3 separate regions of the Mus musculus genome follow, and all the other regions are linked to region 3. A link is a contact called in public Hi-C data. All regions are on one chromosome and are shown on one strand. The core of a region is the stretch at or near the end of the contact, and the rest is flanking DNA. Distances in the headings are between cores, read along the strand shown. Region 1 has its middle 66 kb from the start of Sipa1l1. Region 2 has its middle 86 kb from the start of Sipa1l1. Region 3 overlaps Sipa1l1 (signal-induced proliferation-associated 1 like 1).

Evidence for each region. Hi-C and Micro-C count contacts between places; a contact is called where the count stands out from the background.
Region 1: a Hi-C map of myeloid progenitors shows a contact between it and region 3, with 1.9 times the contacts expected there. The contact joins two enhancer-like sites. A contact is called at or near these places in 5 of 484 Hi-C or Micro-C datasets (cortical neurons, group 2 innate lymphoid cells, macrophages and 2 more), 3 of 115 datasets of contacts at active chromatin or transcription factors (CD8 T cells, the HPC-7 cell line and SST interneurons) and 2 of 9 other capture datasets (adipose tissue and liver).
Region 2: a Hi-C map of myeloid progenitors shows a contact between it and region 3, with 3 times the contacts expected there. The contact joins two enhancer-like sites. A contact is called at or near these places in 1 of 15 datasets of contacts at CTCF or cohesin (the NIH/3T3 cell line), 2 of 484 Hi-C or Micro-C datasets (cortical neurons and myeloid progenitors) and 3 of 115 datasets of contacts at active chromatin or transcription factors (SST interneurons, bone marrow-derived macrophages and kidney).

Annotation. Positions count from the first base shown.
Region 1 is chr12:82,243,962-82,247,715 of GRCm38.p6, reverse strand. It overlaps a transcript of Sipa1l1 not described here. Among named protein-coding and RNA genes, the nearest start is that of Sipa1l1, 66 kb to the left of the region's middle. Within about 2 kb of position 2,280, at least 138 of the 459 cell types and tissues checked have an H3K27ac peak or open chromatin away from gene starts, as enhancers often do. A contact at or near this core is called in myeloid progenitors, where this site is marked.
Region 2 is chr12:82,223,645-82,227,673 of GRCm38.p6, reverse strand. It overlaps a transcript of Sipa1l1 not described here. Among named protein-coding and RNA genes, the nearest start is that of Sipa1l1, 86 kb to the left of the region's middle. Within about 2 kb of position 1,608, at least 161 of the 459 cell types and tissues checked have an H3K27ac peak or open chromatin away from gene starts, as enhancers often do. A contact at or near this core is called in myeloid progenitors, where this site is marked.
Region 3 is chr12:82,384,329-82,388,630 of GRCm38.p6, reverse strand. Sipa1l1 (signal-induced proliferation-associated 1 like 1) reads right to left here. Exons shown (of 21, transcript NM_172579.3): 6 at 3,877-3,980; 7 at 919-1,076. Among named protein-coding and RNA genes, the nearest start is that of Gm30916, 5.2 kb to the left of the region's middle. Within about 2 kb of position 1,405, at least 33 of the 459 cell types and tissues checked have an H3K27ac peak or open chromatin away from gene starts, as enhancers often do. A contact at or near this core is called in myeloid progenitors, where this site is marked.

The DNA.
Region 1 (3,754 bases), core at 1,031-3,530, 140 kb after region 3:
CCACCCAAAGTATCTCCAGAGAGCTGGTATGTGCACCCGTGCAAAAGTGCACGTATGCACACACTCACACCCAAACCCTTTATGAAAAGGGAGAAAGAAGGAAACACATTATCTTAGCAACCTGTTGAGATGTAACCTTTGAGAGTCAACAGGAATTCAGAGCTAATGAGATAGTTAACTGCTTACTCTCCTCTAGAGAAGCCCATAGATATACTTGGGTAGGTCTCAGTCCCGCCCAACATTCTTCAACTACGGCTATGCGTAACTTTCTTCTAAAAGCCTCTCTCTCTTGTAAACCCCATGCTTAAACTTATATTAAGATATGCTTAATAAAATCTCCAACTTGATTTCACTGAACTGGCCAATCCCGAAATTCTTTTCAGCCTCAAAGTCACCAATCCTGGTCTGGCCTGAGTTGAGGCTCTAAAAGTCTACAGGAAGTCTTAGGCTAGTGATGGTAGCAGAGTGAGGGCTTTCACAGAGTGGTGTCTGGCTTGGGACATGCGCCCATCACAGAGGCACAGCCCTAGGCCACTGCTGTGGTGCCTTTCACCAAAAATTCTCAGCCTTTCTTCTCACAGCTGAAGTGACTGGAAGACTTTAAAAGGCCTGTACACATTTGCTTTGATTTTCCTTGTTCCTTCATATGACAGGCAGATATTAAAGAACTGGACATTTAAGAGTTAGGGCTTAGAGATGTGCGACTCAGAGACAGAATGTCTGCCTAACACTCCCAAAGTTCTTGGATTGAGAGTCAGGACTACAAGGGAGGGGGAAAGACTAAGAAGACATTCAAATGCGGTTGCACATACAGGGAAAAATTTAAAAGCACAGCAAGCATTGTGTATCTAATGGCAGATCACCAAAATATTTTAAAATCCTGAAAACAAGGGCTAGCTCTATAGCAAGTGCTAGACTTTAGCTCTCTACTTTCAATACTAAATAGAAGTGGGCTGAACAGAAGGAAGCATAAGCAAGCAACTACACCCACTGCACACAGAGCACTAGCAGGCCAATCGTGGCCTCTCTTCTCTAACATTGTCCAGAATAAACCAGAGTCAGACCAGGAAGTAGGTCGCAATAAACTGTTAAAGCTAGATATGATGCAAAATATCTTCCCCAACCACAACAGAAAAAAGTTAGAAGTCAGTTACAGGAATAAAGCCAGAAAAACCATAAAATCATCATCAATATTGAGCAATACATTAGTAAACAGCTAACTGAAACAAGAGAATAAAATACAACATTTCAAAACACAAGATATTACAGCGGAGACAGGGCTAAATGTACAGTACTCGATATAAAGGGAACGCCAAGTCACTGAGCTAATACAAATTATAGAACCAGAAAGACAAGAAACTAAACAGAAGCTAGGAAGAGAGAAAGAAATGACAGAAGCAGAAATAAACAGAACAGAGAGAAGGAAAAACAATGAGAAAAAGCAGAGACCAAAAGTTTATTCTGGGGAGGAGGGGGGAGTAGAACTCTCCAGTGTGGAAGGTTCACAGTTACTAAGATCATACAGTAAGGCAAAGCGAGGACGGTTCTCGTTACTAAAACCACGAACAGAGTGGGGACGGTTTACCTGAGTTCACAGAAACAAAGGGCTGTTAGGAAAGCTAGCAAGTCGGATAACTTACATTACGTAGACAGGTTTCTAGAACCACAAAGTGTACCAAAGCTATATTATGAAGAATATAAGTTTAATGAGCTGTGACTAGTGAAAAGCAGAAAGCAGAAACCAAAACAAAAATCTCCTGACAAAGAAAGGGTTTGAACTAAGTCGTTTTCCAGATGAACATTTAAAAGACAATCCTAAAGCGTTCAAAAGCCTGGAGAGAAGGGCTTACCTCTGCACACATCCTTACGGGCCATAGCCTGTGGATGCCAGCTCTAAACAACACTGTAAGAAACCTACAGGCAGGAGCTCTAATGGGCACAAATAACAAGAAGCCTCAAGAAAATGCTAGTAAACTGAACTGAGCAGTATAGTTACAGGATTATAGACAGGAGCCCAAGTAGAAATGGTTCCTGGAATGTACAGAGGTTTGCTACATGCAAATCAATCTGCAATAGACCACATCAACGAGAACCAATGAAACACCTCCCCCTCCCCATGATCAGTTCAACTGATGTAAAGGGAAAAGCAATTGACAAAATGCAATACTCCTCACAATGAAAACAAGAACAAACTGGCAATAGAAGAAAAGCACCCAACTTAATCGAATCATGAAAACCCACAATGACGCTCAGAGATGACAAAGCATTTCCTCAGAGACCAGAAACAAGGTACGGATGTGACCACAGCCTCACTTCTACCCACTAGAGTATCGGAAGGTCTGACCAGAGGACTCAGGCGAGAAAAAGAAACAGACATTCAAGCTGTAAAGAAAAACTAAGCTTATCTCGATCTACAGATATTACATGCAAAGTCCAAAAGAGGCCACAAAAATAAAACTGAACTCACACATGAATTTGGATACTTGGCTGGGTACAAAATTGAGCTGCAATCCCTATACAGTGAGCATTAGGAAAGAACACTGAAAACATAATTCTACCCACACTAAGTTCAAAGAAAACAGTGAAAACTGTGACCAAAGCAGAAAAAGACATAAGAGGACCCCTCCCCACAGTGTGCACAGAATAGATGTAATTGTTATGATGCCATACTACCTAAAGCAATCCACAGCTATAATCCAATCCTTATCTAAACTCTGGGACATTTTCTACCCCCACCCCTTACAAAAAAAAAAAAAAAAATCCTACAATGGAGTTTCAGGAAAGCAAATAGCCAAAGTGATCTAGAAAACGGACCTAACAAGTGTGATGGGAGGCACCACACCTGCTAGTATCAAACAAATTAGAAAGCTACAGTAATCAAAACAGTGTGATCATAGCATCCAGACAGACATAAAAACCAGCCAGAGCACCCAGAACCAAGCAACCCCTCAGAGAGAAGGTCAACGGGCTCACCAAGGCTGCTGAGATCATTGCCTGATAGTCTCATTCAACGAGTGCCATGCCTCGGGGCCAAAGGACTCTCTGCAGGCCACACAATCAAACAGGAACTCTACATACCAAGCCTTAATTTAAAGTATGTTAAAAGATGTATATGCAAAACCCTAAAACGGGAACTTTACATGCAAACCCTAAAAGTGTGTCAAAGATGCATATGCAAAACCCCAAAAGAAAACCTCCCTGAGAAAAAGGTCATGGATTCACTGCGTGGTATTTGACCTCTGACAAGACAATAAGAAGAAAATTAAGACATGAAGTTTCTCATAAAAATTCAGCTTTGACTCTGCAACTCCCTCCATGGGTGCCCTGCTCCCACTTCCAAGAAGAGGCAAAGCGTCCACACCTTGGTCTTCGCTCCTCTTGAATTTCATGGGTTTAGCAAATTGTATCTTCTATCTTGGGTATCCTAAGTTTCTGGGCTAATATCCACGTATCAGTGAGTGCATATAGTGCGAGTTCCTTTGTGATTGGGTTACCTCACTCAGGATGACACCCTCCAGGTCCATCCATTTGCCCAGGAATCTCACAAATTCACCCCTTTCAATAGCTGAGCAGTACTCCATTGTGCAAATGCACCATATCTCCTCATCCATTCCTCTGCCGAGGGGCACCTGGGCTCTTTCCAGCCTCTGGCCACTACAAACAAGGCTGCTATGAACATAGTGGAGCATGCGTCCCCCCTACCGGCCGGGACATCCTCTGGATACATGCCCAGGAGAGGCACTGTGGGATCTTC
Region 2 (4,029 bases), core at 359-2,858, 160 kb after region 3:
GCTGGGGAACAGGTACAAAGAGCACATGGGGGTCTAGAACTTTCTAAAGCACACAGTCTAACCTATAATGCACATAGATGCGACAGGAACAGAGCACACAGCTCCCTGTTCCTCCACACCCAGCCGTCTTCACTAGATGTGATTAAACCAGAGGCCTCTGCTGTTATGTGATGAGGCGGTCACTTGGCATGAAGAGTTTCTGCTGCTCTTGTAGAGCAGGGAGTGTGGCTCCCAGTACCCACAGCAGGCAGCTCAGGAGTCTTTAAACCCAGTGATCCCGTGCTGTCCTCTGACTCCACGGGCACTGAGCTCATGTGCCCATATCCACACACAGACAGACACATATACACACAGCTATAAAGTTAAGTAAATCTTTAAAAGAAAGAAAAGAAAGGGATGACGACTACCTAGCATGAGGAGGAGGAGGAAGAGCAGGAGTACCAGTGGCCAAACTCTTTCCACACCTGTAGCTGATAATAAGAACAAATCAAACCTAGTGCATCCAGAAGTTTCCATTATGATGTTCATTTAGTCAAGATTCTAAACCTGTCTTCCAATTAACTAATTCCCCTTATAAATAATGAAAGCTACTATGTGAGCGTGTATAATGCCAGACACATCTTGCTCTCTACCTCGTATCATCACAGTGACAATCCCGGGAAATGGCATTGATAACTCCACCTTAGAAGGGAATCCAGGTAAGAACTGTGACATTTTAAACCCTGCCCACAATCAGGTGAGCTCATCCCACCTATCCCCGCCCTGCCCTCCTCTACCACAGCATCCTCCTCTGCTAACAGCTTCCTGCAGGGCTCCCCAGCACTGTGTGGATCCAGGCCTTCTCTTTGTTATTAGACTGAATTCCTCAGCCCACCCCCAACTCCCCCATCAATAGGGAAACTGTTAGCTATGGCTGTGGGGTTTGTTTGTTTTCAAGAAAACAGACTTAAAATAGTTAAGCTGAATAAAAATGGGAACATGAGAAGAGAGAGCAGTGAGAGGAAGAAAAGAAAGTAAAGAGAGGGCAGGTGGTCAGGCTAAGGAGTATCAGAGCACACAGAAATGGAAGGTTTGTGTAGGAATATGAAGCTGGGGAAGGAAATGGAGGCCCAGCCCCCGGGCAGGAGAGGTTTAGGGTGGGGGCAGGGTGAGAAGTGCCTGGAGGAGCCACAGGGGCTGAGTGAGCAGTGTCCTGGGTTCCTTTGGGAGCTGACAGAAGAAACCTGAGCCAGTCCAAAGACCTCGCTTCCTAAGTAAATTGACCTTTTGTAAAGTCACACTAGAGTAAGTACTGACATGGGATAAAGTGAACTTTTAGATGCCCACAACGTGTGCCAGTACCTTCATGCCAAGGTCTCCTTTGGTTTTAGGTAACTAGAAGGCACTTTAATGGCAAGCTCATGGCCTACAGAAGGCAAACACATTTAGGAAATGAGTTCTTAATGACCACTATGCCAAAAGGCACCACATGCATCTGCAGTGTCTCTGAGCACTTGGCAACAGGCAGTTGGCACACTGCAACAAGTGGTCGGTATGAGCACACATCAACAGGCAGTCGGTATATGTCAACGGGCAGTCAGTACACAGCAACAGGCAGTCAGCAGAAGTCCTTGTCATACACAGGAAACAGATGGAGTGGATAGCACTAACAGATAGTCAACTGCCTCTGTCTTCCCCCTCTAGACCCCAAGAAACACCCAGTTAATGACGTCATGAAGACTAGAAAAGCAGAAGCTCCTAACTGAGAGACAGCAGGATTTGCATATGCACCAAGGCACACTAGCAGTAGGGAGTGGTCAAACAGAAAGGGCAGAAACTCCTAAGTCAGCTCTAAGTTAGTTCCCTTATTCTCAAAAGTGAGAGCAACCACAGCCAGTGAGAGCCATTTGCACTCAACAGCCTAACATTTACCAGATCTAAGACTCTGAGCAAAGAAACCTGAGTCTCCAAAGATCTACCAACACTGACTTTCCTTCAAAGAGCTTCGAAACTCACTGCAGTCTTTAAAGGAGGGAAATCCAAATCAAGTGTAGGGCAATCCAACAACTTCAAGGAATGCAAAAGAACACAACAGCTAGAAGATCAAAGGGGTCCAGGAAAAGAATCTGGACATAAAGATTTCCAGTACAGTGGAGCCTAGGACTGCAGCTCAGTGGAGTACAGGGGATGCGCAAGGCCCTGGGTATGATGGCCAGCATATGTATCCAGGTAGTGAATAGAACCAATACAATTTGGGGAGAAAAAAAAAAAACAAAACAGAATTAAAACAGAACAGGCTACTGTGCGTGGAGTTTGAGAGAACAGAGTATAAACTATGAAAATGTTTTAAACTCAAGTCTTACAAAGCTCTATGGAGATGGCATGGAAACTTTGTGTTGAGAACCACAGATAAATTGCTAAGGCAAGCTCCGAGGTTCTGCAGTGGCTCACTATCTATCTATTGATACCTGCCATCCAGTACTGTCTGCCTCCTTCTTAAGACACGGGCAGATGCCGACAGCAACAACCATCTCTGGGATCAACCACCAATTATGAAGATGACCATCTAACCTCAGCATCTAACCTAATCTCGCCTCTGAGTTGTTGCTGATACATAAGTCATGTGAATACTCACTTTTAAATACACAGTGTATCAAAAAGCTCGGAAGTCCTGTACTTCTATCTAGCTGGTGAAGCATGAACAAGGACACTGATTGGCTCAAAGCAAACCGCGATAGCACTTGGTGATGGAGCTGAAAACTTGGGTTTATGTGCATACGGTTCAGAACTTACAAACAATACCTACATTAAAAACTAATAACCTTCAACAAATTAAGTTTAAAGAACTATGTTAACTTTTAGCTATTTAAGTCTACTTAGATCATAAACCTTTCAAGGTAAAAATCCACGTGCAAACTTGTTATACCTGGTAAGGCTCAGAAGAGCAAAGTGAGGCGTGCAAGCCTTCGATACTGACAAGCTCTGAGGAAACTGAAGGAGAAGGATCAGAAGCTCAAGGGGACCTGGTCTGCAGAGAAAGGCCCTGTCTCAAAAACTAGTGATAGTAATAACATACATATAAAATACATTTAAAAAAAAAACCTACCATGTGGGAGCAGTAAGGTGTCAGCGGGTGCTTGCTGCCACACTTAATGGCCTAAGGACTGTCCCTGGGACCCACACTGTAGAAGAGAGAACCAACTCCTACATGCTGTCCTATGACCTCCACACGGGCAACACTGTCACACCTACATATACACAAACTAAATAAGTGCAGTAAGAAATTTCAATCCACAGATTTCAAGCTGTGAGATAGCTTGCTGGGGTGAGGGCGCCTCCTGTGCAAGCCTTTGGACCTAACCTTGAGTGTCAACACCTACAGAAAAAGCCAGTCTGTGTGTGGCTGTAATCCCAGCTCAGTGCAACCATGACAAAAGATTCAGACAGCTTGAGACGCTAAGATTGCTGGAGGTCACCAGAACCCTCCTCAGGCTTCTGTATTCACATGTGTGCACAAACACATGCACAAGCACGTGTGTATGTGCATGGGGTTCACACCACATATTCACATGTGCGTTCTCTCTCTCTTTCTCTCTCTCTCTCACACACACACACACACACATACACACACACAAACACACACGCATGCATGCACGCACCCTAGCAGACACATACATACCACAAACATAGACACTAATTAATTTCAATTAAGTACAATATAAACTCTGCCATCTCATGGTACGGTGATGTCTGACGCACAAGTGAGATTAAACAGTGGCTTTTGTAGCAAAACACACATCTGAGTACTATACCAAGCAAATGACACCAACAAAGCTCAGCTAACAACCAAAGCAGCAATTAAGTAGTGTATTTGCTGTAACCAACAGCAAAAGCAAGAAAAGGTGGACTGAGGGGGCCGGTGGTGGAAGGTGGAACCATCCCACACAGTCTAGCAACAGCAGGCTGAGTTCCCGCTGCCCTTCAGGCAAAGAGGAACTACCAAAAGACTAATTAGGAACTGTCAAAATCAGAACCACATATGTAAGGGTG
Region 3 (4,302 bases), core at 156-2,655:
TGGAGGTAGGAAGGGAAAGGGGAAAATATAATTAAATTATAATTTCAAAATTCAGAAAAACAATTAAAAACAAAATTAGTACATGGCTTGCACTGTTTTCATTGGACAATGCTGATTTAGATAAAGGATTGAAAAGAAAAGGGTTACTTTAAAATACATTGTATGGGAGGAGGGTGGAGAGATGGCTCAGCTATTAAGAGTACTGTGCTTCCAGAGGTCCTGAGTTCAACCCCTAGCAACCACATGGTGGCTCACAACCATCTGTAATGGGATTTGATGCCCCCTTCTGGTGTGTCTGAAGACAGCTACAGTGTACTCATATGCATAAATTAATAATTAAAAAAGTGCATTGTATGGCAGTCCACTAGCCATACTTCCCAGTGTTTAAAGGGGTTTCACTGTCTACCTACATGATAGTATGAAATCCTTTGACAAATCTAGTAGACAGCACAGGAGAAATGCTCAAGGTATTTGAAACAATTACAACAAATGTCTAATAAAACACAAAAAAAAGCCTTTAAGAGTATGCTTAGAAATGTTAGCGTGAAGGGCTTTTTAATAGCAACAATAAAAAAATGAACTTCTATTTATTATGAACATTCATCTCTGTTCTTGCCTTGCCAAAAGGAATATATAATTAGCAGCATGAGTAACTAGTTAGTTGGTGACCAGATGGTGTGGATGAGGGACAGCACCTAAGGAGGAGGTGCAAATGGAAGGACAGGTGTCTAACCACAAGCCCAGGGAATGCCAGTACCGCCAGTGACATCATCATGTGAATTTAGCCAACTGTGCACACAATGCAGAGCTAAAGATGACAGCAACAGACATCCCACATACTCCAGAACACAGAGCTGGGGGGGAGGGCTGCATAGCCATCACCCACCACTCACTCAGCCACTGCAGCTCGATGCCTACCTGTAACAGACACTCTCAGTGCAAGGGTTGTGAGCCCGGACAATGACAAAAACATGCTGAAAGTGAGACCGGATGTTTTTCGGGCTGAATGGTTGTGCTCCAGGCTCTTGGAAAACTATTGTCACAATGTCATTCCCAATGTGCCGCTTCCTCAGGAGCTACAAGAAAACAAGCAAGTATGAGCGTGAGCACGATGCTTAGAGACAGCCTCTACCACTGCCTATGTTGAAGGCATCTAGTCCACGAGGTAGGCCGTCCGGTGCAGGGATCACAGCAGATCCTGTCAGTATTCCAGCCTGTCTTAGCATCCTCTCCAAAGGAGGAACATGGATGGAATTGGATATTCTAAAATTTGCATAAAGGATATAGCCATTCAAACAAAGCTAACTAAAAGTAGACTTGCCCAGAACCTCAGTTTCTATAGCAACAGTTGTGTTCTGTTTTCAGGCAAGAAACTTGCCATTGGGAAAGAGCTTTAGAGATGAGGAACGGCTGAGATAATTACAACACGATTATGTCAGTTTCCTTTCCAGAGCATGTGCAAGGGGTTTCCTGGTAGACGGTTTGTGTTGCAAGCTAGGAACATAGAAATCCATACTATTCCACAAGTAATGATTTAAAGGCAGGTTAGGGCTAAGGTTTGAACACCTTCCTTAGTTGCAGAGCCCTGCTTCAGTCTCCCTTCTGACTCCTGCTCTCACACAGTGTTTCAGACTCAGGCACATCAAGCCAGTCAGTTCTTCGGAGGAGGACAGTGTGATTATCCTATAAAAAATTGGAGTGACGTCTGCTTTTCTCATCTTTGTTTTATGGACGCTCTTGGAAACAAAACAAGTAAAAATCACAACAACTAACTATGCTACACACAAACCTATACAACTCATTTTTTATTTAAGTTCTCTAGGGATATTAAAGCATGGAAATTACATAAAACCAATAACTTAGTGTTGGCCTCCAGCTGGAAGACAGCAGCCTTTTAGATTAGAGTTGGAAGTTTAGAGAAAAATGTCTGGGAAGAATACTTTAAAAAAAGCCTTCTGTTTTATTTTATGGTAGAATGTTCTGCATGCATGTATATCTGTGCATTGCATGCATGCTTGATACTTGTAGAGGCCAGCAGAGGGTGTTGGACCCCCTGAAACTGAAGTTATAGATCATTGTAAGGCACCAAGTGGATGTGGGAACTAAGCCTGAGTCCTCCGGAAGGGCACCAAGGTGCCAAGCTGATTCTGCAGCCCCGGGAAACATACTTTCAACCTTAGGAATTTGAAAGCACTTCAAGTTATCACCCAGTGAGGAAGTTTACTTTATTTCTAAGTATCAGACAGGATGGAGATGAAGCCTGGTGTGAACTGATTGCTATTTAGAATGTAGCAAAACGTTCAAATTATAGTGAAACAATGAATAAAAGCAAACATCACCTCTCCACTTTACACATATGTCAGTATCTTTTTTTCTGCAAGATCATTCTTCAGTATGTCTTGATATGTGGAATTCATGTTTTTATAAGGATTCAAACCCATTTGTCTTATGCTAAATATAAACAAAGCTGTATTTATTTAAAATACATGTAAAATATTTTAAAAGATATTCTCTTTAAATGTATTTCTATGTATAAAGTTATCTACACAGAAAAAAAAATTAGCTAGAGAATAAAAATTCTTAGTATGTAGCAGGAGAGATTAACATTTTTATTTAGGACTGTAATGTTTTTGCTTTCATTGATTCCCCAAATTAAACTATGTACACAGTTGTGCACTGAAATGGTAACTTACTGTGCCCAGCACTTCAGCAGCTACATCCTGATAGTGAATACAGTACCTGACTGACAGATCTCATGTTTTCTGCAAAGCAACAGCTCCTTTTTCCCTCAATGATTATTCATTAGTGTTTACTTTCTCTCTCTCAGAATGGTGTTTTCCACTCAGAAGTCTATAAACCGTGCAGAGTCTAGGCCAGAGATGGGCTTACTGAGATGGGCTTACTGAGATGGGCTTACTGAGATGGGCTTACTGAGATGGGCTTACTGCAGATTTATGGCTACTCACTGTTGTCTTTCCTATTTTTGATCACTTTGGTAACTAACCTGGAAAAGCAAAGCTTGTTTACTTAGGCTTGAGAGTGAACCCAAAGCAGCAAGGTGTGAGGTTAGCTGAGTGATGGACTAAGGAGCCCTGATCCACTCTGCAGCTGGCCCTGTTAGTACAACAGACAATGAAACATTGCATACTTGGTGTGCAATGGGTATGTTAGGAGACAATGTGTGCTTTTGGCTTCTTCTCAGGTTCAATCTGACATTTATTTTGAACTAGTTTCCCAAATCGTGACTGCTGATATTGTCCAAACAGAACTGTCAGCTTCCATCTTCCTCCATGAGAGTCTGTACATCCTGGTTCCTTCACTCCTCTTGTGCTTGGTGACAAGGAGTGTCCCTGATCTCTGCAGGACTCAGTGCAGTTACATTTGACTTTATCAGTTCTATTCCTTGCCACTTCCTGATGAGGAAGAACATGGCTCTGGATCCTACTGACACTCTCCCTGGCATTCTTGCTGCTGTGTTCAATTTCCCTTGGACTCTAGATGAAGCATCAGCACTCCCTGGTTTAAGCCCTGGCTTCTTGAGAGGAATCTTTGCCCACTTGTGTAGGCCCTTTGCAGAGTCATCCAATCATGGTGACCTCAACTTGTTCTCTTCAGATCTCATGAAAACCTCCATCCCCGGTGTGAAAAGCAAATGATTAATTCACAAAGCCGTCCAGCTGGCTGTTAACCTAGAATTTGAGTCTCTTCATTTGTTTTCGGCTCACTCGCTATTCCCTGCTTTCACAAAGCACAAAGCGCCCTGCTGCTGTGACAGGTGCAATACTACATTCTGGCTGCAGATTTCGCACACTCACCACTCAGGCTTCTGGGGGAAATAAGTGCAGTAAGTGGAGCACGGACGACAGCAGCTCTTACCTGTTGCTTGTTGTTAGGTGTGTAGGGCAGCATGGTGGAGACGTGGAACATTATCTCATAGTCTTTGTAGGTTGTGTACAGAGAGTGGGTTCCAGTGGAGTCAGCTACAGTTCAGGAAAAATAATACAACAGGTGAGACGACTGTGAGGCCTGGAAAAGAACTCACCAAGAGAACACCTTCAAAAACGACCGAGAAAGTAAAGAGCTGATCGATGTAAGGCTCTCATAGGTGTTTTGACTCGTTTTTTAAATACCCAATTCTCTCTTGCACTCCTAAGAAGTCTATAGATGGGTACTTTCTCAGAATGGATGTTTTCTAGAAAATCTGTGAACGAATAAAGTAAATTATTCTCAAACAAACAAACTGGGGGGGGGGCACAGTGGGACGTGGCTCATTGGGTGAAATGTTTGTCCACAGTAAGAGGC